Linked DNA regions of Mus musculus: regions 1 and 2 are each linked to region 3. Evidence: chromatin contacts called from public promoter capture Hi-C data. All regions are on one chromosome and are shown on one strand. Each heading gives the region's core, a stretch centred on a gene start, on an enhancer-like site or on the middle of the called end of the contact. The rest is flanking DNA. Distances are from core to core; before and after follow the strand shown.

The links. Promoter capture Hi-C pulls out the DNA fragments that hold promoters and counts their contacts. Capture Hi-C pulls out chosen DNA fragments and counts their contacts.
Region 1: a promoter capture Hi-C map of liver shows a contact between it and region 3, with 2.1 times the contacts expected there. The contact joins the enhancer-like site here to the promoter of Atp5j2 in region 3. A contact is called at or near these places in 10 of 39 promoter capture datasets (3T3-L1-derived adipocytes, the HPC-7 cell line, HPC-7-derived erythroid cells and 7 more) and 5 of 115 datasets of contacts at active chromatin or transcription factors (the 230-238 cell line, bone marrow-derived dendritic cells, differentiating embryonic stem cells and 2 more).
Region 2: a promoter capture Hi-C map of liver shows a contact between it and region 3, with 3 times the contacts expected there. The contact joins the promoter of Pms2 here to the promoter of Atp5j2 in region 3. A contact is called at or near these places in 2 of 39 promoter capture datasets (the C10 cell line and liver) and 1 of 9 other capture datasets (liver).

The regions. Positions count from the first base shown.
Region 1 is chr5:146,275,858-146,278,889 of GRCm38.p6, forward strand. All of the region lies in intron 4 of Cdk8 (cyclin-dependent kinase 8), which reads left to right. Among named protein-coding and RNA genes, the nearest start is that of Gm52832, 29 kb to the right of the region's middle. Within about 2 kb of position 1,569, at least 6 of the 459 cell types and tissues checked have an H3K27ac peak or open chromatin away from gene starts, as enhancers often do. A contact at or near this core is called in liver, where this site is marked.
Region 2 is chr5:143,908,693-143,911,459 of GRCm38.p6, forward strand. It overlaps Pms2 (PMS1 homolog2, mismatch repair system component), which reads left to right and starts at 1,309. Exons shown (of 15, transcript NM_008886.2): 1 at 1,309-1,387. The coding sequence starts at 1,365. Aimp2 (aminoacyl tRNA synthetase complex-interacting multifunctional protein 2) reads right to left here and starts at 1,147. Exons shown (of 4, transcript NM_001172146.1): 1 at 889-1,147. The coding sequence starts at 1,023.
Region 3 is chr5:145,190,048-145,193,201 of GRCm38.p6, forward strand. It overlaps Atp5j2 (ATP synthase, H+ transporting, mitochondrial F0 complex, subunit F2), which reads right to left and starts at 1,494. Exons shown (of 4, transcript NM_020582.3): 1 at 1,456-1,494. The coding sequence starts at 1,468.

The sequences.
Region 1 (3,032 bases), core at 319-2,818, 1.1 Mb after region 3:
CAGAGGCCAAAGCTCAGCCTCAGCTCTTCGTCAGGCCAGCCTCCACTTTGTGGACTAGCCCAGGGATCTGTCTGCGTCTACCTCGGAGCTGGAATTACTATACTAGTACATACCACCACCATACTTAACTTTTCATGTGGCTTCTGGATTTGAACTCATGTCCTTAGGACTAAGCTGTTTCCTCAACACTGAAAATTCTTATCTTTAGAACCATTATCCACAGTAGCAAAAAGGTAGCAGCAATATGAATGTGCATCGATGAATGTGCACATAAGAACAGTGTACCAGTACATACAGTGACTATTCCTCAGCCTTAAAGTGGACGAGAATTCTGATGTGTGTGTAATACTGGTGAGCCTTGAGGACCTTTGACAGATGGGATTAACAGGCGTATAGCAAACGTTTTCTTTAAACAGCTCTTTGGAAGAAAGAAGCTTTGTAATTGTTAGGTATAGTCTTTACTTGGAATTTTTTCCATATGACCTGTGGAAGTACATTAAGTAATTTAGATGAGTGCTCCCATTTTTGTAACAAAGTAGATTATCATCGATGTTTCTGAAAACAAGACCCGTGAGTGTGGGTTTCATGATGCTTCTTCTTGCTATTAGACACAAGAATTTGCTGGGACTCAGATTCCCTCCAGTGTAAAATGTCTTACCTACTATGATGTAGCAATGAGCGCCCAGACTTTTTTCTTCTGAGTTTTAGGCCTTTCTTACTACAAAAGAGAAATATAGTATTTATAGGCAAAACACCATAAAATAGTTTTTTTCTGAAGACGATTTAAAATTTTTCTGAATTACTCTGTTGGAAAGCCTATAAAAATATTCTCAGTTGTGCTATTAAAAAGGATTTCAAACAACAAAAACCACCCCAGGCATGGTGGAGTATGCCTTTAATCCCAGCACTCAGGAGGTAGAGACAAGTGGTGAGTTTGAGGTGAGCCTGGTCTACAAAGGGAGTCCAGGATAGCCCAGGCTATTATACAGAGAAACTCTGTCTAGAATAATAGCAAAACAAACAAACAAACAAAAAGGATAAAAAATAAACCACCCAGTCTAACTTTAGCAATTGTCAGACATTAGATTGTTATTATGGTCCAGATTTCCAAAAGGAAAGGAACCCTAATCTTGAAAGATTCACTGTAATTTTTAAAGTCTTCTCAGGCTAGGGTAAAGTGCCTGTCTTAAGGTACGAGGGGCTGAGCTCCTTCCCCTAGCACCCAAATAAGAAAGCCAGGAGTGTGGTGCATACCTGTAATCTCAGCCCTAAGGTAGTGGAGGCCATGGGTCAGTAGGTCTCTAGCCTGTTTAGTGAGTTCTGGGTCAATGAGAGATCCTGTCTTAAAAATTAAGGAGGATAGCACTCAAGAAAGGACAGCTGAGGTTGTCCTCTGGCCTGCACATGCACCCCACACAGTGTGCACCTACACCGACATGGGCATGTGCACACAAAGGAGCAACCAAAAGCAATGATAAATTGAGTTTTCTCACACCTGACCTAACATCATTACTGTTCTGAGTCTGTTTTAGATCTCAGTGCCACAGAAATCTTTGATTAGGTCTTTTTCAGTTTGTCTGTGAGAAATAGAGGGCAAAGGTGAGTGTTCCCACAGAAGCAAACTCAGGAAGCAGGCCATATCACACCATCCCTTTAATCTCCTCCTGTCGTTTACTTAATTTACTTTTGTAACTTTTTGTAATGTAAATGTTGTTTGAATCAACAAACAATATTTAATTGTTTTTTAAATTTAATAAACTAAAATGACCTCAAGTACAATTAGCTGCAGAATCAGTGTCTCAGAGTGGACTGCCAAAGGGATGGGACTGCTCTGTGGCCCAGTGTGTACGCTGGGCACAGTTATTGCGGCGTCCCTTTGCCCTGGGTGAACTCATGTGTAACTGGCCAGTGGGTTTTTATGCTGTCAGTGTGTGTGTACTCTGAGGATTTCTAACCTTGTCCTAAAGTAATTGGTATTTTAAGTTCTAAGCTCACAGTTTTGAATTTTCATTCTTTCTAAATTATAGATAAGCTTATAATTTAAGGTAATACCATTTAGTTAGCATGCATAAAATTTAACAAAGGTATAGGGGGATGTGGAAGATTAATTTGTCTTGATTCTGCCTAAATATCTCTTCATAGAAACATAATTTAAAATAAAGCCCTTTATTTTTTCCTCCAGCTTCACAGATGTGCACACCTTCAGGTTGAAAGGTATCTTGGTCTCTGGCCTGCTTGTTAACTCTTGGTGAGGCCTTTTGAGGGATTGCTCTACTATCTGCTTACACATCCCTGCTTGGCTGGTGTTTTCTCCTAAGATAGACACTGTTAGATGACAGTCATCTTTTTTTTTTTTTAAAGATTTATTTATTATTATATGTAAGTACACTGTAGCTGTCTTCAGACACACCAGAAGAGGGAGTCAGATCTTGTTACGGATGGTTGTGAGCCACCATGTGGTTGCTGGGATTTGAACTCTGGACCTTTGGAAGAGCAGTCGGGTGCTCTTACCCACTGAGCCATCTCACCAGCCCCGACAGTCATCTTTTAATTATAAAATACAGTTTACAGCACTTAAGACTTGCCTTTGACCTTTATAAATTGAATGCCAAAAAGAAGAGAAACACAAGACTGAAGAGATGGGTACAAGCCGGGGAGAGAGCCAGGATGTTAAAGGGGAGTTAAGGAAAACAGGAGAAGGATAATTAGGATGGCTTTTCTGTCCCCATAGGAAAAAAATCAAGCCCCAGTTGATTGAAGCTTGAGGTTTGTTTGGATCTTGGTTCACCTCTTAACCTTGTAGCCTTGGGAAGCACTAGCCACTCTCGGAGTTTGTGTTCATTTTATTTGCTGTGGTGCTAAGGGCTTGCACTTGGTAGACACAAGTCCTACCATCGAGCTTTATTCCCCACCCAACAAGCTGTGTTCTCTCTCTCTCTCTCTTTATTAAAGAGTTATTTAGTCACTTAATGTATGAGTACACTGTAGCTGTCCTTAGACACACACCTCTGAAGAGGGCATCAGATTTCGCT
Region 2 (2,767 bases), core at 59-2,558, 1.3 Mb before region 3:
GTTCTGAGTTAGGCAGGCACACACTTCTAACCCCAGCACTTGGAAGCTCTTTCTCCACTGGTGGAGAAAGGGCTCAAGATTATCTTTGGCTGTAAGAATCCCAGGACAGCCTGGGCTACAAAGGCACTGTTTCTGCCCCACACTCCCATGGCCAGGAAACACGAAAAAGGACCTCAACTTACTTAGAAACTGGAGACATCCAAATTAAAACTACATTAGGATGTCTCCATTATCCTGCTGGTAACAGCTTAAACCTGTATAACCGCTTTGAAAAAGAACTTAAAAAGTGGAAGGCAAACCTGCCCACTGGGCCAGGAATTCCATTCCTATACAGGCTATTTATGTTAGCTAGTCTATAAATTCCAGCGCCCATGAGTGAGGACCGGGCAGATAAATAAGCGGGGTGTGGCCAGGAACAAGATCACTCACTATCGTTATAACAAAATCTTGTACAGTATGCCAGACAACAGAACACATACTATGTTTCCAGACCATCAAGATTATATAGCTTAAAGATAGCCTCCACAACCTAACCGCGAAAAAAACAACACATAACTACAGTAAAAGTCGGGACCTCTTGTGGAAAAGTTAAACTGGGAAGGATGGGGCACTAAACCCGTCAACCTGGGTTATGGTAACCCTGGGATCGCTCTGAAAATTCCTCCGAATGAGCATTTTTCGTGTTGTTCACTTTTCTGTGCGCCTGGAGATCGTGACAGGAACCCACAGCAGCACTCATCTAGGAGGATTTTGTCGGACCCGGCCGCAGAAGGGACCGGGACCCTAGGCAGACACAGCGCCGGCGCGCTAGACTGGACGAGGGATAGGGCAGGGTGCGGCGCGGCACGAACGGCGCCTGCGCACCAGGCAGGGGCCGCACGCTCCTACCTGCACGTGGCCCGCGTCGGTGGCGGGGCTGGTGGTCTTGCTGTGCACGTTGGGGAGCCGGTACATGCAGGTTGGAAGCTCTACATGCAGAGGTGCGCTGCCTCCATGATAGGGCTTTACCTGGTACATCGGCATGGTGGGAACCCAAGGAAGGTAGCGGGCGAGGGACAGGAACGCTCAGAAGCCACCCAAGGCCACCTCAGACAGCAGCCGCCTTCTTTCTGACTCTGCTGCTGGCGTTCCGGAAAATGAAGTCCCCGAGCTTTCATTGGCCGGGCTGGTCTAACGTCACCAACTTGACCTTTGAGTTGGCCAATCACCGGTAAAGAGGTCTTGGCATGCCTTCGCTAGCCCGCCCGGAAGGGGCGGATCATATGTCAAAAGCAACCAATGGGTGTTCCAGGAGACGCGTCTTTTCCCGAGAGCGGCAGCGCCAACTCTCCCGCGGTGACTGTGACTGGAGGAGTCCTGCATCCATGGAGCAAACCGAAGGCGTGAGGTGAGCTGGACTTGTGGTCTCCGGGCGCATTCTATAGAGTTCCCGGTATCCCGGTCTCTTGAAAGGACCGGAAGTGGCTGAGGCGCGAGGCGGGCAAGCTCGCGGACTGGACCGGGTCCTCTGTGAGGAAGCTATTTCCTCGGCATCCTCCCGCCACAGGCCGTGCACTTGAAACCCAGCACGAAAATCAGTCGCCGTAGACAAAATTCGTTTCCGCTGTTTGTTTATTTATTGAGTCTTTATTCTTGAAGACTTGGGGAGGGAGGCTTAAAGGCTCACGCTGATCTTGCAGTCAATAGGGTTTTTAACTTTTATTATATTGAGGTGCTTCTGTGCGTTTGGTGTAGTGTTCACAGGCGGCATCATAGCAGTGAAGCACATCTTCGAAGGCCAGCACAGTTACATTCGGTGACAGATTTGTAAATGCAAATTTGCTGTCTGTATTTTAACCTTGTGATTTCCCCAGAGATCCTTTGCAGTTAGAACGAGTGCAAGTGTTTGTTTTGGTTTTTTGAGGTAGTGCTTTGAACTCGGGATCCTCCTACTTCAAACACCCGAGTGCTGTGATAACCAGCGAGGTTCTGTGCAAGGTAGATTGAAGAGAAAAGAGGTTGGTTGGTTTATTTCACCAGGGTTTTTGGAAGTCTACTATATGTCAGACCATATGGAAAATACCCTAAAATTGTTACTGCAAGGATGCACCTATGTTCTGTTATACTTTTATGGGGCATTTCATAGCCGGGAAACTATTTTTATGGTGACTAAACCGTAGGGGAATTAGTGATAGTAGATTGGGACCTTGTCGTTGCTAGACTTCAAACTTCATATGATAGGCAATGAGCACCACTAAAAATTTAAACCTAAAGATTTTTTTCGACTGGATTTGTAATTGTAAAAAGAAATTGGTGGGAATCAAGCCACACCTATAATCCGAGCAGGAACAGGCTCAGCAGGAGTTCATAGTTACCTTTAACGACATAGGGAGTTTGAGGGCGCTCTGGGCTACCTTGGAACCTGTGTCAGAGTGAACAAAACTGGTGGTAGCAATCAGGGTAAACTGGAGACAAAAAGGCGATTACCCTAGGCCAGCCAGGACAGAAAGAGACTTAACCCGTTCGCTGAGTGTGGTCGTGAGGTGGGACTATCATTTGGAGGCTGAGAATGAACTCTTGTCTCAAACATGAGCTCTGAGGACTTTCATCAGAGCAGTGTAGGCAGCATGGATTTGGGTACAGGTTTCAAAAGCAATTATGAGAATAGTTACATAGTTGGAAGATGATTTTTGTCAACCAGTATTTCCCACCAAACTTTGACTTTTTAAGAATTGTGAGCCAGGCGTGGTGGTACAAGCCTTTAATCCCAGCACTCGGTAGGCAGAGG
Region 3 (3,154 bases), core at 244-2,743:
GGTGGTGGTTGTGGCAGTGGCGGCACACACCTTCAACCCTAGCAATTGGGAAGGCAGAGGCAGGTGGAGTTCAAGTTCAAGGATAGCCAGAGTGGCAGAGAAATCCTGTAGGGGTTGGGATCCAAAACTTCTATTTTTTCAACTTTTTTTTTGGAGAGGAAGGCCCAGGCTGACAATTGTGCTTCTTCAGCCTCTTGAGCAGTGTCATTAATGCTCTTCCCGTTGTCTCTTCTGAAAGCTGTGTTCACTAACCATCTCCTACCATTTTACAGATAAAATAGCTGCTAATGCCCCAGGTGGCAGTGACCTACACCTTTAAGCCCAGTACTGGGGAGACAGAAGCAGGTGGATCCACAGATGAGTTCCATTACAGCTGGAGCTACACAAAGAAATCCTATCTTGCAAAACCAAGTACCAAACCAAATCAAAAAGGCTCAGCTCCTTCACACCCCGTTTTTAGACACCCCCCCCTTCACCTTCCCAGGCTGAGATAAAGAACACTGTAACAAGCTAAGTACAGTAGCATAGGCCTGTAATCCTAGCACTCAGAGATAGACGCTAATACATCACGACTGTGGCAGCAAGTTCATGACCAATCTGGGCTACATGGTGAAACCCTGTCTCAAAAGGAGGAGGTAGACAACTGTGAAATGGCTAGCCTGGCTACTGGAGTTCCTCGGAGTTGTCCTCGAACCTGGACACAAGCTCCAGCATTCCCATGACCATACCTAGACACGTGTGGGACACATAATAACAAAAACAACAATAATGTGTAATCCCAACAGTGCGCAATGAATGTGTGTGGAGATTGACTCGTACGTGTTAAGGGAACATCTGCTTGTCTGTCACAAGGACATTTCTGAAAGGTAATCTCATTTATCATGAGACCCGCCAACCTAGGTCTGAATCCCAGCGAGGCTCTCTCAGGACTGGTGACCTTGAACAGGTCACTTCACCCCAGTAGGCGTATTCAGTCGACACGTATGTAACATAATGTGGTGTCGGGAACCATTCTAGGCATTCGCTGGTCCTGGACCGTAATCTGAAAGCCTCATCTCCAGGGAGGTCCAAGCGCTGCCCAGCGTAAAGGTTCAAGTGACCCTGCCTGTGTCAAGTCGCGCAGGAAGAAAAAGCAGCAGCTTAGTCCTCCGCGGAAGGACAGACAAATGGTTCCGGGCAACGCATGTGCAGGCCCCCAGAAGCCTCTCCGTGCTGACTGGGTCTTCCACCGCCAGGCCAGGCGATGCACAGCAGAAATCCGCTGCAGAGTGGAGGGAGGAGGGCGGGAGCACAGGACCTTATAGTAAGTGTCCAGCGCGCTTCCGGGGAGGCTTCAGTGAAGCCCCGGGTGAAGAGCAAGAGTTCCCGCGGTTCCTTCTCACCCCACTGTGGCCCTGGAGCCTGTGCCCAAATCGGGCTTCCAACCCCAAGGCCAGGAAAGGGCCGAGTACTCACCGAGTGACGCCATCTTGAAGTCCTGGTGTCCGCAGAACTCCAGCCGCGCGCAAAGGCTGCTGGGAAGGGCGCACGCACCCCTGCCGGAGCGGGAAGCAGAGGCTCATGGGAAGTAGATCACCACTTAGGTAGAGCATTTTGAGACCTATCCCAGGCGGAAGCAAAGGACAAAAGAGAAAAGGGACCTTTTGACTTTTTGCCTTCTACTTTTGGATCTCTCATGAGGAATGAGAGGCTTAGGGGTGTGGCTCAGTCCCGGAGTGCTTAAGGCTCTGGTTCCATTCCCAATGCTGAAAAGAAAGAAAAGCAGAGAAGCCTTGAATAGGAACATTTGTTTTAACCCTCCCCAGTCCCTTTTACTTGCTATTCACTGCTCTGACCCCCAAATCCCTCTGAAGTTCCACTCCACATGCTTAAGTGGTTTCCATGATGATTGCAAACACGCCTCCACAGCTGACACCTGCTTAAATGGGTATTTTCTAAAGCTCGTAAAGGTAGTTTTTTTGACCCAAAATCAGAAGTATTAGATTTAAGCCATGTTAGCGCCAAAGTCAGACTACTATATAGCTACAGGCATTATCTTGCCATTAATTCCCAAATTTGGGCCTGAAATACAGCAAGACTGTATGCAATAACAGAGTTAGTCTAGCCTGGAAATCAGTATATGTTTTGGGTTGGCCTGAAACTTTTAGCAGTGACAACTCATGTATGGGAATTATATGTGTGCACTGCCTGTATAAACTGACATAACCACTCCATGGTATAATTAAGGTGAAGGTTTTTAAAATTATTTTTATGTACATGGGTGTTTTGCCTACATATATGTCTGTGTACCACATGCATGCAGGGCCCACTGAAGTCAAAAGAGGTCATTGGATCCCCTGGAGCTGAAGTTAGAAAGACAGTAGTGAATTCCTATGTGATTTGTGGTAATGAAACCTGGGTCCTCTGAAAGAGCAGATAGTGCTCTTAACAGATGAGCCATCTCTCCAGCCCCCATAAGGAAAGGGGATTTTTTTTTAAAGATTTATTTATTTATTATACGTAAGTACACTGTAGCTGTCTTCAGATGCGCCAGAAGAGGGCGTCAGATCTCATTACATGTGGTTGTGAGCCACCATGTGGTTGCTGGGATTTGAACTCAGGACTTTTGGAAGAGTAGTCGGTGCTCTTAACCACTGAGTCATCTCTCCAGCCCCCAGGAGAGGGGATGTTTATTGTAAATATGAGTGAGAGGGAACAGCCAGAGGCATCTGGAAGAGCAGAGAGAAGTAGACTTAACATGGGCATCTGACTGGACATGGTCAGAGCAATCTAAGAGTGAGAGCATGGGGTAGGGTGGGAGTGAGAATAGCAGGCTTATAAGAATGATTCGCTGGAGGGGTGGGGGGAGTCCAGGAGCTAAAGGGAGAAGCATAGAGAAGATGAAAAGAGCCAGAATGCTATAACATGGCCTTTGCTGTGTGTAATGGGTATTTGTGATATTGAGAGACTGGAGGCCAGCATGCATTTTGATATGCTGGTAAATGCCAAAGGTAAGGAAAATGACTCCTTTTGACAGAAAACTGGGCTTCCCGATTCCTTTTACCTGCTATTCACTGTGGAATAGTCACAATTCTTTTTACCGTTCCTAAGGAATGGTGGCTTTTATCTAACCACCAGAAATCCTCCTATAGTCCAAGTTGTGCTCATTTCTGGG